Linked DNA regions of Mus musculus: region 1 is linked to region 2. The links are chromatin contacts, called in public HiChIP or PLAC-seq maps. All regions are on one chromosome and are shown on one strand. The core of a region is the stretch at or near the end of the contact, and the rest is flanking DNA. Distances in the headings are between cores, read along the strand shown.

Evidence for each region. HiChIP or PLAC-seq counts read pairs in DNA pulled down with a chosen protein or histone mark.
Region 1: an H3K27ac HiChIP or PLAC-seq map of embryonic fibroblasts shows a contact between it and region 2, with 34 read pairs. The contact joins the promoter of Col1a2 here to the enhancer-like site in region 2. A contact is called at or near these places in 1 of 15 datasets of contacts at CTCF or cohesin (the NIH/3T3 cell line), 13 of 484 Hi-C or Micro-C datasets (the MC3T3-E1 cell line, the STO cell line, adipose-derived mesenchymal stem cells and 8 more), 7 of 115 datasets of contacts at active chromatin or transcription factors (craniofacial prominence, embryonic fibroblasts, embryonic limb bud and 4 more) and 3 of 9 other capture datasets (adipose tissue, embryonic tail and pancreatic islet).

Annotation. Positions count from the first base shown.
Region 1 is chr6:4,503,590-4,509,246 of GRCm38.p6, reverse strand. Col1a2 (collagen, type I, alpha 2) reads right to left here and starts at 3,629. Exons shown (of 52, transcript NM_007743.3): 1 at 3,338-3,629; 2 at 902-912; 3 at 293-307. The coding sequence starts at 3,407.
Region 2 is chr6:4,426,953-4,432,662 of GRCm38.p6, reverse strand. All of the region lies in intron 3 of Gm46948 (a long non-coding RNA gene), which reads left to right. The region is part of intron 1 of Gm33788 (a long non-coding RNA gene); the gene reads right to left. Among named protein-coding and RNA genes, the nearest start is that of Gm33788, 5.0 kb to the right of the region's middle. Within about 2 kb of position 1,547, at least 55 of the 459 cell types and tissues checked have an H3K27ac peak or open chromatin away from gene starts, as enhancers often do. A contact at or near this core is called in the MC3T3-E1 cell line, the NIH/3T3 cell line, the STO cell line and 3 more, where this site is marked.

The DNA of each region.
Region 1 (5,657 bases), core at 2,380-4,879, 75 kb before region 2:
ATAATTAATATAATATGCACCCCTTATAAGAATATAAATAGATATTTACAAAGTCTTTACTATGTAAATCATTAATTCATATAACATAAATGTAATTAAAGATGCTTCTGGAAGATAATAAAACTTTGTTACATCAAACATTAACAGTACTCTGTTTTATGGTTTGGTGAATACATATTCATATAGGTAAAATCTCGCTAAAGTATTTTCTTTCTGTAGTTCACCTTAAATTTTGTCAAACTGAAATTATTCTGGTAATTTCAGATATTTATGAAGAAACATAGCCTCTTACCTTTCGTACTGATCCCTAGGAAAGAAAAGATAAATGATCATTATAAGAATTATATATACACCTATATATTAAAATGGCTTTATTACAATATTATGTACAAATATATTTACAAATGTAACTGCATTGTTCTTTTCCTACTATCTTAATCTAATATTTTGAAATAAAATGTAAAATTTTACCAATCAATAAAATGTTATCTACAAAACCAATTGTATATACTTATCTGTAACTGTGTTGTGCCTTCAATCTGTGAGCTAAGAATTTATTCATAATTCATTGCAAATGAATCCCAGGAAATAACAAAAATCTCTCAAGCTCACTGTGCCCTTGTGCTTCGGAGTAGCTGGTGCTAAACCCCAAACTTCCACTGACCCATTTCCTTTCTCTTCCCTATGGGCATTTTATGGGACTAGTCTCACTTAGCGCCACCCACTTCAGAAAATGGGGTGGGTACTTTCAGTGGAAGCCAGAAAACTTTAGCCTACTATTATGTCCCTTCACAATTTCCTTGGGAAGCCAAACTGGCCAACTTCCCTCCCCAGAAATGACACCGCTGTGATCAAGGCAAAGTACAAACACCTTATGTATTCTAAAAGTAGTTTTACTCACCGATTGCAAATCTGTTGAGGGAAGAAGAGAATAGGAAATAGTTATTGGTATCATTTCATCAGTTGCTATCATTCCATATGTCAATAACGGTAATTAAAAAAATGATACTTAGGTCTATACAGTAGATTTACCTGATTGAAAGACCCCTTCTGTTTCTCCTTCAGAATATTCTAATAGCCCCCAAATTATTCAGGTAAAAAAAAACATAGCAGGGATCCGCAGGGTGACTTGTTTACAGTTTTGATATGTAAATATAGATTTAAATTAAATAGTTAATTATTCACTATTTTTTAAATGCCATGAAGCATCACTGTGTCTGCAGGCAGGACATCTCCAGTGCTCAGCAATTATGGAGGAAGTGGCATAGGTGAATAGGTGGCTATCACCTTCTGATTGACAAGGAAATGATGCATAAGAATCTGAGAAAACGTTAGCCTGCATCCTGAAGCAGAGCTTGTTTTTTTTGTAAACCATTGAAGTGACTTAGCCCTTTCCCCCAAAGGTCTAATTTGCATCAATGAAAGCAAATTGATTCAGGAGTCTGATTTTTGCTATAAATAGTTCATGTCAATGAGGTAAGGTCATTGACTAAAGAGCAGCCCATTTGTGCCCTAAGAAGTTCTGCTTTGTATAAAGAGAAAACTGTGGATTAAAATCTTGAAAAATAATGAGAAAAATAAATACCCACTTCTTTGCTACAATTACCCTAAGACTTTAAAGACTGAGTTTCATTCCTACAGTATAATAATTACAGGATCATGTGGCATATAATTGCGGTCAGACTTGCTCCAGGATGATTCACCCCTAAAAATTGCTTGAATTTGGTGGTCACAAAGTGTGTCATTTGGAATGAGAACATCTGTTGAAGTGGTCACTGCTCAGAAGAGTGGGACACCTCCTGCATTCACATTTTAGGGCAATTGATGAGAATCACTGTTCAATTAGATAAATGGTATGTCTAGTTTATTTTCTCCATTGAAGGAAGAACAGTTTGCCTGAATTAAGAGAAGCCAGTAAGCCTTACAGGCTTTGGAAACGTGCCTTTTAATTACTCAGTTTGTGAGCCATTTTGGACAATGTGTGTTGGATAACCTTTATTGTTCTTAGTGGTTGGATGTTGAATAAAATGTATGTTGACCTTCAAATCTCTACTTCCCTAAGTCTACTATATTTTTCTGTGGGGATCCCCTCTTACTCTGGTTTCATATAAAATTAACTTGTAACATTAATTTGTACAATGCAATTACTTCTTAGTATCCTCGAGGGGTATATAAAAGTGGATGAAAGGAATATATACACATTCAAAATTAGGCTGTGGCAGACGTGGGGCGTGTAGCTGAAGGTCTGGGTGTGGCCACGCCCTCCTGAATACTCATCAAGCCAACATCTTTGTCCAGTTAAATTAGGCAGCCATTTTAAAAGATGAAACCCAAGTGGTTTTCTTCATTCTTTCTTCAGGAAATTCTAGTTAGTTATACAACCTAGAAATGGAAAATAGCCTCGAAGTTGGCACATTTAGTATATACCCCACATTTTAGAAAAAGGCCCAATTGATTCATTTGAAGTCACATGGTAAACGAGTAAGAGACTCCTGAGAAGAATCCCCAGGCTCTTGAATCTCAGGACGAAGTTGATATTTCTCACATCTGTTGTTTTCGTGTGTGATTACAGGTGGGAACTTGTTGAAGTGTAAGTGAACAGAGCTTATTTTAGTTAAAAGTTACCATTTCCATGATCAGGTAATGGATTGGGACGCTGCTTTGACTATTCAGAAGATAAAAGCTGAGGCCGAAGCAGCCCGCTTCTCAAGATACACCATCTGGGTTCTTTACATATGGCCCAGAAATGTAAATTACTCCATGGACCTGGGAAGTCTTTAATTGGAATTCCTAGCGCTTAAGGCCTGGTCCCTGTTCCTGCACTTTACCCCCTCCAGGGGGCGTATTTTTATCATTATCTTCATCAACGTCATCCAGAGCAACTCGGCCGCCCACAAGAAAATGGAGTCCTGTGAGTTTTGTATTATTCTATTACGGGGCTTTCTAAACTAGGCCTCAAGTTTCACAACGTGACCACGGGCATAATTCTGGGAATTGAAGAGTGGAGCCCTCTCAGTCGTTCATGCTGTCAGCCAGGTTTATATCTTGAGGCAACCTTCTTTGCCTCTTTGTGAGCTTCACCAACCGGGGCATCCGGGCTAACAGTCTAGTTTTAAGGGAAAAACTTCCCCCAACTCTTGGCAACAGTCAAGTCTTTCATATTTCCATTCTTTTCCCATGTATCTCGTGAACCCTAGTGTTTTCTCCGACAGATTAGAGGGCGACCTCACAAGCTGTATGTGGAATGAATGTGTGAAGTTTCCCTCTGTTGAGATAAGGGTGCCCACCTATCCAGCCTCTCTCCTTCATCTCCCCCAAACAAGCAGAAGACACTTACATTGGCATGTTGCTAGGCACGAAGTTACTGCAAGCAGCAACAGAGTCCGCGTATCCACAAAGCTGAGCATGTCTACCACTTAGACATGCAGACTCCTTGTGTTGCAGAGCCCCTGGGTCACCAGCGGAGGTATCACCTGGCGGGCGCAGGCATGCAATCGTGGACCGTTCCCTCCAACTTAGTCGAAACCTCCTGCTGCCGTGGTGCTAAAATAATAAAGCCCAGACCTGCCTTATTTATATGGGAAAAGTTTCCCCAGCCGGAGGGTGCCTCCAAAAACGTCTCCACCAATGGGAGGGCTAGGGCTAGGGGCCCGGGACTCAGTGCTGGGAGGAGACTGCGGGGGAGCAGGGGAGGGAGCCGAGGGGGGAGGGACGTGGCTACGGGGCTTCTTAAATTGGTTCCATTCTTTTTGAGGACGTGGACACTTTTGAGGCTTTCGAGGGGGAACTCTGACTCCCTGTCTGCATACCTCCGCCCTCCCCAGCCACCCGCCCTCTCTCGCCCTTGCCAAGTTTGGAAGCACTTTAGGACACCTACGTGGGCTCTTTACAGATCTCCGGGCGGCGGGGCAGGTGTTGAGGGACCTGGAGGCCGAAGATGAAAAGGCAGGAGCTGTCCAGTCCCGCTTCACTCTGTGCCCTGCGGGCCATCTGCAGGCTGGAGGGGGCTGGGGTGTGAGGGGAGGAGGGTGACAGCGTGGCGAGCTCTAGAGCTGCCCTCATGGGTTGGCTCCACCCCTGCCCCCTAATTTCCCCAGTTTGGGGGGGCCTGTGTGCCCATAATCTCCTCTCTCCTCTGTCTCTCTATCTCTCTGTCTCTCCCTCCCTCCCTCCCTCCCTCCCTCCCTCCCTCCCTCCCTCCCTCCCTTCCTCCCTCCCTTCCTCCCTCCCTCCTCCATCCTCTCTCTGACTCTCTCTGTCTGTACCCCCCTCTCTCTCGTTGATGAGGGGAGCAGGCATCAAGAGATAAACTGTGCATTATTACATTTACTTTGGTTAAGCCCCATTTCCAGCCCCATGTACAGACCCCATGAAGGATTACCAGCCAGACTCAGATGCCGAGCCTGGATCAGATAACAGATCAGTGAACACTCAGCCTTCTTGGCCTTGCTGCCTATTTATGACCCCTTCCACAGCCACTGCCAGGCACCCCTGCCTGCATCTTCACACCTCCCATCATCCCTAGGGCGTATACAACCTCTTCCTTAACATCCCAAGCTGTCCCCTCCAGAACAGATGCAATCTCTCCCCATCTTGGGAAGAGACTTTGACTCTGAAGAATTGGAGTAGGAGACTTTGGCTGTCCAGGACAGCGGCAGAGACATAGTAAATTCTCCTTCCCAAAGTTTCTTGGAGTCTTCCAAGTTACCCGGGGCCGCAGGCTCCTCTTGGCCTGCCGAGCATCCATCATGAGGCTGGAGAGACCTATTCAGACTCTCATTATGTCCCCAAAGTCACAGCAGACACAGCATCTTTAGGCCATTTTTATGTTCATGAAGAAGGAACTGGCGAACTCCTTGGGAAACCTTCCCCCTTTCGACTTCCCGGTGAGGAAGAATTTCTAAGTAGGTTAGCTCCATCAGCAGCTGCTATAAGCAAAAGGTTCTGGATATTGCTAACTGGCTTCTCTTTCTAAATTAAAAAAAATGCTAGAAATAGAAGAGAATAAACATTTCAATAAGGTTATTTCAATCCTGTGAAAAACACTGATTTGAGAGACAAGCATTTTTAAAAATTTAATTTAATTCTTACTTATTCACTTTAAATCCTCCCTCCAGATCACCTCCTCCCACAATCCCTCCCCTCCTCCCCCCTTTTCTTCTGAGCGGTTCCCGGTTCCCCCAATTCCTCTCACCCCAGCAGTTCAAGTCTCTTTTAGGCTAGATGAGAAAGAGTTTTGGGTTTTTTGTTTGTTTGTTTTGTTTTTTAAATAATGTGGAGGGAATTTTTTTTTTTGAAAAAGTACTGAGCAAAGAAAGCATTTCAAGACTGCACATCTGATTTTCTTTCTTTCTTTCTTTCTTTCTTTCTTTCTTTCTTTCTTTCTCTCTCTCTCTTTCCTCCTTCTTCTTCATTAATAAGAGCATAAGTTATTTCTGTCGATGTGCTGGCTTGACTTTAGAGACTGTCATTTGTGTCTATGTCTCAGGCACCTGAAAGACAGGTGCTGTTTCTGAACAAAAGACTTGGGTAGGTAAGAAAACAGATTTATGAAAGAACCCCCCTAAATGTCCCTCAGGTTGATTACTGGATAACTCTCCTTGGGGACAACTTAGCCAAGTCCCTTGCTTTGCACTAGCTACTCCTTAGACACTCCA
Region 2 (5,710 bases), core at 298-2,797:
TTAACCCTCTTGGGTATGTGTTGGCTACTAATTTGAAGAACTATTGGAAACCCCAAATCTAGTTAGTGCCTGGTAAGGTACGTGTTTTTTGAAAGCATATGCCTGGAATAAAACTTTTCTGAGAGTGTGAGAGACGGTGGGAGAGTGTCATCAACGTGGGAGACACAATGGCTTTCGATTTCAGAGCAGAGCCTGTTTTCTCAGGGCTGTAGCTAATGCATTATGTTTTTCTCCTGGCGAGGACAGTGAGCACAAGACCTAAGCATACCATAGTCATGCGGTACTGATTGTTTAAGAAGCAGAAAGGTCAGGAAGATTCAGAAAGGGAGAACCACAGGCTAGGATGACTAATTCCGAGTCTTGCTGGAAGATGAATAGACTCTTATTTACTGGCCTCAACTCAGAGGCTACCTACCATAAGAAGCGTCAAGGTCTCCATTTCAAATGACCATGCAGCTATGGCTAATGACTGTATCCAGTTATAGAGCATGGGGCAGGTATATGTCCCCTTTTTAGGCTGCTTCCTGCCATTATCCAGATAGCTATTCTTGTTTTCCTTCTTTGTCCTCCTCCCCTACTGCTAAAATCACAGAGCCTCAGAAAGCAGTAGCAGGCCATTGGGATCTGCTAATCAAATCTAAGAGACCTGAACGCCAATCTAAGCTCATCAGATGACTTAAGAGGCTTCATTTAGGCAGGATCTGAAAAAGTCTCCTAAAGCGTTTGCAAAGTGAGAATGATCGTCATTAAGTGCTACGGATTTCACAGGGAAATATGGGTTAGGGCTTGTCACAGGGAAGATAATTTATGTGCTGGAAAACAGTATAGGCAACAGAGAGAAAAATTTCTTTATAATAAGAAAAAGAAAAAAATTGCAACAGCCACGGAGGATAGTGATTAAGTGTGAAGAAGCAATTCTTGCTGGCTTGATTTTTACAGTATAATTAAGTGGGAGAGAGGGAGAGGGAGAGGGAGAGGGGGAGGGGGAGGGGGAGGGGGAGGGGGAGAGGTAGAGGTAGAGGTAGAGGTAGAGGTAGAGGTAGAGGTAGAGGTAGAGGTAGAGGTAGAGGTAGAGGTAGAGGTAGAGGTAGAGGTAGAGAGAGATTGGTAAAATGTGCAACAACGGCTTTTGTTGATGTTTGGATATTTGTTTTCCTCTCTGTGATCTGAAACGGTGACATCTCCTCGTACATTAAATGTTCTTTAAAGCATCTTGCCAAAGTACCTCTTTATATAATCCTGCTCAAAATGTTGTCTTGGGTTGGGGAATTATTTGAAGTTGTTTCCTGAGTTCTTTTGTGAATAAAGAACTCACAGTCATTTTCCTTTTCTGTTGGGTGGCACTGCCAAGCTGCTCAGAGCTGGGGTTGAAATTGGTGTGATTTTGGGCCCTGGAGCAAATGGTCCTTTGCCTTAAAAAAAAAAATGTTCCTTTGCAGACAGTGGATTTGGCTTTTCATCAAGGAATCAAATGCCCACCCTCTGGGTCTGCTGGGACTATTTCCAACCAAAACACATTTCATTCCTGCGAGAATGTGTAATGACTTGCAAGTGAACACACAGCTAAGGGCCTGCTGAAAGAAAATGCTGGAAGAGACAGTTCTTTTTCTGTGGTGCTAGATGAACCATGGACAAAAGTGATTAATAATGAGACTTCTTATCCATTTAATTGCCACAGTAACTGGGAACTAGGTGGGGAGGAGAGCTTGCCCTTCCTTAAGTAGAGATGCTGTTGATGTCTGGCCCCTGGTAGGAGTGCACTGGATCAGAATGGAGTACAAAGATTCCATTTCAATTGCATTCTGTCTGTGCTTGGCTCTGGAGTTCATTGGTCTATATTAGACTCTCTCTCTCTCTCTCTCTCTCTCTCTCTTTCTCTCTCTCTCTCTCTCCCCCACCCCCACAATGTATAAGACAGTATTGCTTTATGGTTTATTTGAGGGAGATAAATATAATGGAATGAGATGCTCATCATCCAAGATGTGTCAAATGCACTGATGTGTTCAGGAAATATTGCCTGGGGCAGTTGAATTTTATGAAGAAGTTAGCGTTGGGGTTGCTACTTTAAGACTTGTTGGAAAAAGTTGGGTAGATAGCTCAGTTGATAAAGTATTGTGCAAATGTGAGGACTTGCGCCTAACCCCAAGAACCCACATAAAAACAAAACAAAACAAAGACAAAATCAAACAGCCTTAGTAGAGTGTACTTTACAATCCACAGGCAGGGTGGCAGAGACACACAGTTCCCTAGAGCTCCATATCCAGCCCTCCCACTGCTGAGCTTCGGGCCAGTGAGAGCCTCAGCTCAGAAAACATGATGTTTGCTATTTGAGAAACAACATTTGAAGTTGGCTTCTATATGTGTAACCTTCATGTAAACACACACACACACACACCACAAAAAAATTACATAGGAAGTCACCTAGATGCAAATTCTAGAAGAATCTTTTATGTTCATCAAAATCACCCAGAATAATCCAAATGTTCCCATAATAATTTCTGATTTTAAACCTTGTAGTTTTAAATTACTGTTTAACTTCATTTTTCCTTAATATCTTAATTTTTTCCTTAGTATCTTACATCCAATTTAGAAATCGTATTATTGTATTAAAATATAACAATTCAGCAATCAGTTTCAAGTAATTATTTGAAACATAATTAATTAAAATTGTTTAAATATTTTAAGCCGAATATATAAATTTAAAGAGGCTAAGTTTTTGAAAACCCCAAGCTATCTAATTAGCAAGTAATGTGTTTTGAATTACTTAAGTTAATCTTAACTACATTAAATTAAACTTTCAAATATGTTGAAGCTCAAGTTCTTTGTAAATGCCTTGATTCTGTTTATAAACTTTCTACAAGTCTCTTCTGCCTTTGAATTAAAATAAGTTATTTAATTATATAATTTAAATGAAGATTGTAGAAGTAATTAATTGGTTATTTCTATGTACCACATTCTATTATTACCAAAATATAAATCTACCACACATATTCCCCTATGTATAATTCACAAATTAGTAATATGGCTTAAGTTTACTTACTTATTTGCATATTTCTTCCTACTTCTCTGGGGTGACATTCCCATGCCTGCCAGGTGCCATTCAGGTTTCTAGTGACAGGCCCTCTTTCATACTTAGTGGAGCAGCAAGCTGGATAAGTGACATTTTCTAAATTTGGCAGGGGGGTGGGGTGGGTTTAGACCTGGTCATGAAACCAACATTTATCGAGGAAAATGGAAGCAATGAGTGCAACTTTCAAGAGAACTACTTAACACAAGTGACTTCTGTGGGACTTGGATTTGCTCTCCATCTTTCTATCTTTCTGCCTTCCTCTCTTTGTTAGGCACCAGGTTTGACTGTGAGCTGATGGTTAGGATGGTGACATAGATGGAACTGGAACCCTTGATCACCGTAGACCTATTTAGTCTGAACTGACTGCTTTCTGTATCCTCTCAGGGAAATAACAGTGGCTTTAGCTTATTTATTACAGATAATTAATTCTACACATAATTAATTCTATTCTGAGCTGATCTACCTACTGTTTTATCTTTCCAAACAATGTTGTTGCTTATTTCTGTGTACTGGCCTGACTTAACTTACAAATTATGTGAGTGACATAAATAATTGATCACCTATCTCTTCTATTAAATGCTAGATCTTGACTGATATGAAGAGTACATGCTGAATTCCACTTATTTTCAGCCTTGGTAGACTTCCTATTTTCTAAAGTTTTCTAAATTGAGGTTACCAAATGAGTTCATTTTAAAATGTGTTTTAAAGTGGCAATATCTTACCCAGTTCCCCGGTGATATTCAAATACCATATTTACTGAGTCATTTTAGTCTATTAAAAATTCTTTCTGTTCCTCATCATAATTCTTTATAATAATTGAATGATATCTCATTGTATTCTGAAAGCTCTGACTTATGCCCCAATACAGATCTAGTTTTCTGCATGACAGCTTAGTCCCCTTTTTGATGCACAATGCTTTTTGGCTTTGGGTTTCCATAAGGGAACAATGGTGGGACCCTAGATATACTCTGTAAAGAAAAATGAATTAAGAACTCAAATATATTGAGGATATAGTGCATCCTTACTGTAAATTCCTGTAAGCATGTTTATGTTAAGGTCTCTGGAAAGTCCTGTAATGAAGAGATTTACTTTTAAGAAATACTACATAACTTGCAGAAACTTCTGGGGAATGGAACCCCAATGCTGGAAAACTCCTTAGAGAGCTGAGCACAGTGAGAAACACCTATCATAGTGGATCACTGTATTCAGAAGACCAAGATAGAAAGGTCATGAATTCAAGGCTAGCCTAGGCTATGTAGGAAAAAATTTCACAAAAAAGAAACAAACAGAGCAAAGCAAAGTGAAAATAAACAAAACAGCCAAACAAAAATTACCCAAGCACAAGTCAAACCGAGACTTCCTCCTTACTGTATCCCCAAATCTGTCTTTAGCTTCCTCAGTCTGCACTGCCTGGATTTCTACTTGTTTTTCTTAGCTTCTTCCTTTTGTGTCCTCTGAACACTAATCTCTCAGAGAATACCAGTCAGATTGGATTGAGGCTCATTATAGCATTCTATTTTTACCTCATTTCCTCTTTGAAAGCTATTGCTCCAAACATAAGTCACTTTTTGAGGGAGTAGGAGGCCAGGTACTGCTCGACAAGAGAAGTGATGGATAAACAGAGATATAAAGGATAGAAATTAAGAAATGAAAGTAAAGGGTAGGTAGGAGGAGAAGACAGTGAGCTAGCAGGACTGTCCTAATCAAGAGCATGGATCCAAGCTATAGAATTGTGTGCAGTCAGGATGACTGAGGGGAAGGTAACAGGAAGCCAGACAGGGTTAGGCAGTTGGGGCACCTTTGAGTTCCCCCAAAGTAATTGGTTCTTTGAAGTCTTGGTAGGGTAGTTAGATTTGCATTTTGAAAAGGTCATACTGGCTGCAATTTGAAAAAGAAACTGGAGGAGTAGCAGAAGGGGAGAGGGGAAGGGCATCTAACAAGTTCTGGAGGTGTGCCATGGCTGAAGGCTGTGAATGGATGAGCCGATAGACAATGGCTCTCGAGAAACAGATAGGCAAGAAGCTGGAGAAGGGCATGGGATTCCAATGTTTTGGTGATTCTTTTTTTTTTTTTCCTGAGACAGGGTTTCCTTGTATAGCTCTGGCTGTCCTGGAACTCACTTTGTAGACCAGGCTGGCCTCGAACTCAGAAATCTGCCTGCTTCTGCCTTCCTAGTGCTGGGATTAAAGGCATGTGCCACCCTGCCCGGCATTGATGATTCTTTAAAGAGTTATATACAGACATACTGTATGACTCACCAGGTCTATTCATAGGAATGTGCATCAAAGAGTGGAACACAGTACTAAGGAACACTGGTACTCTTCACTGTAACTGAGAAGGAACAGCACTGATGTCTATCAACCGATGAATGGCTGTATATCACTGGCATGTAATGTACATCCTGGGATGAGTTCATGAATGTATCAAGTACAGACACAACCATGTTTCAGTGCATGCTGCGGTATGAGTGGGCCTGGAAAGTACACGAATTAATAGAAGCCAAACACAAATGTCACAGATTATATGACTTTCCTAGAGTGACATATTTTGAACAAGTAAATTCATAACGAAAAAAAAAAAACCCAGAAAAGTATTTATTAGAAACTGTGAGAAGTTCAAGACAAGACTGTGTAGTGAGAG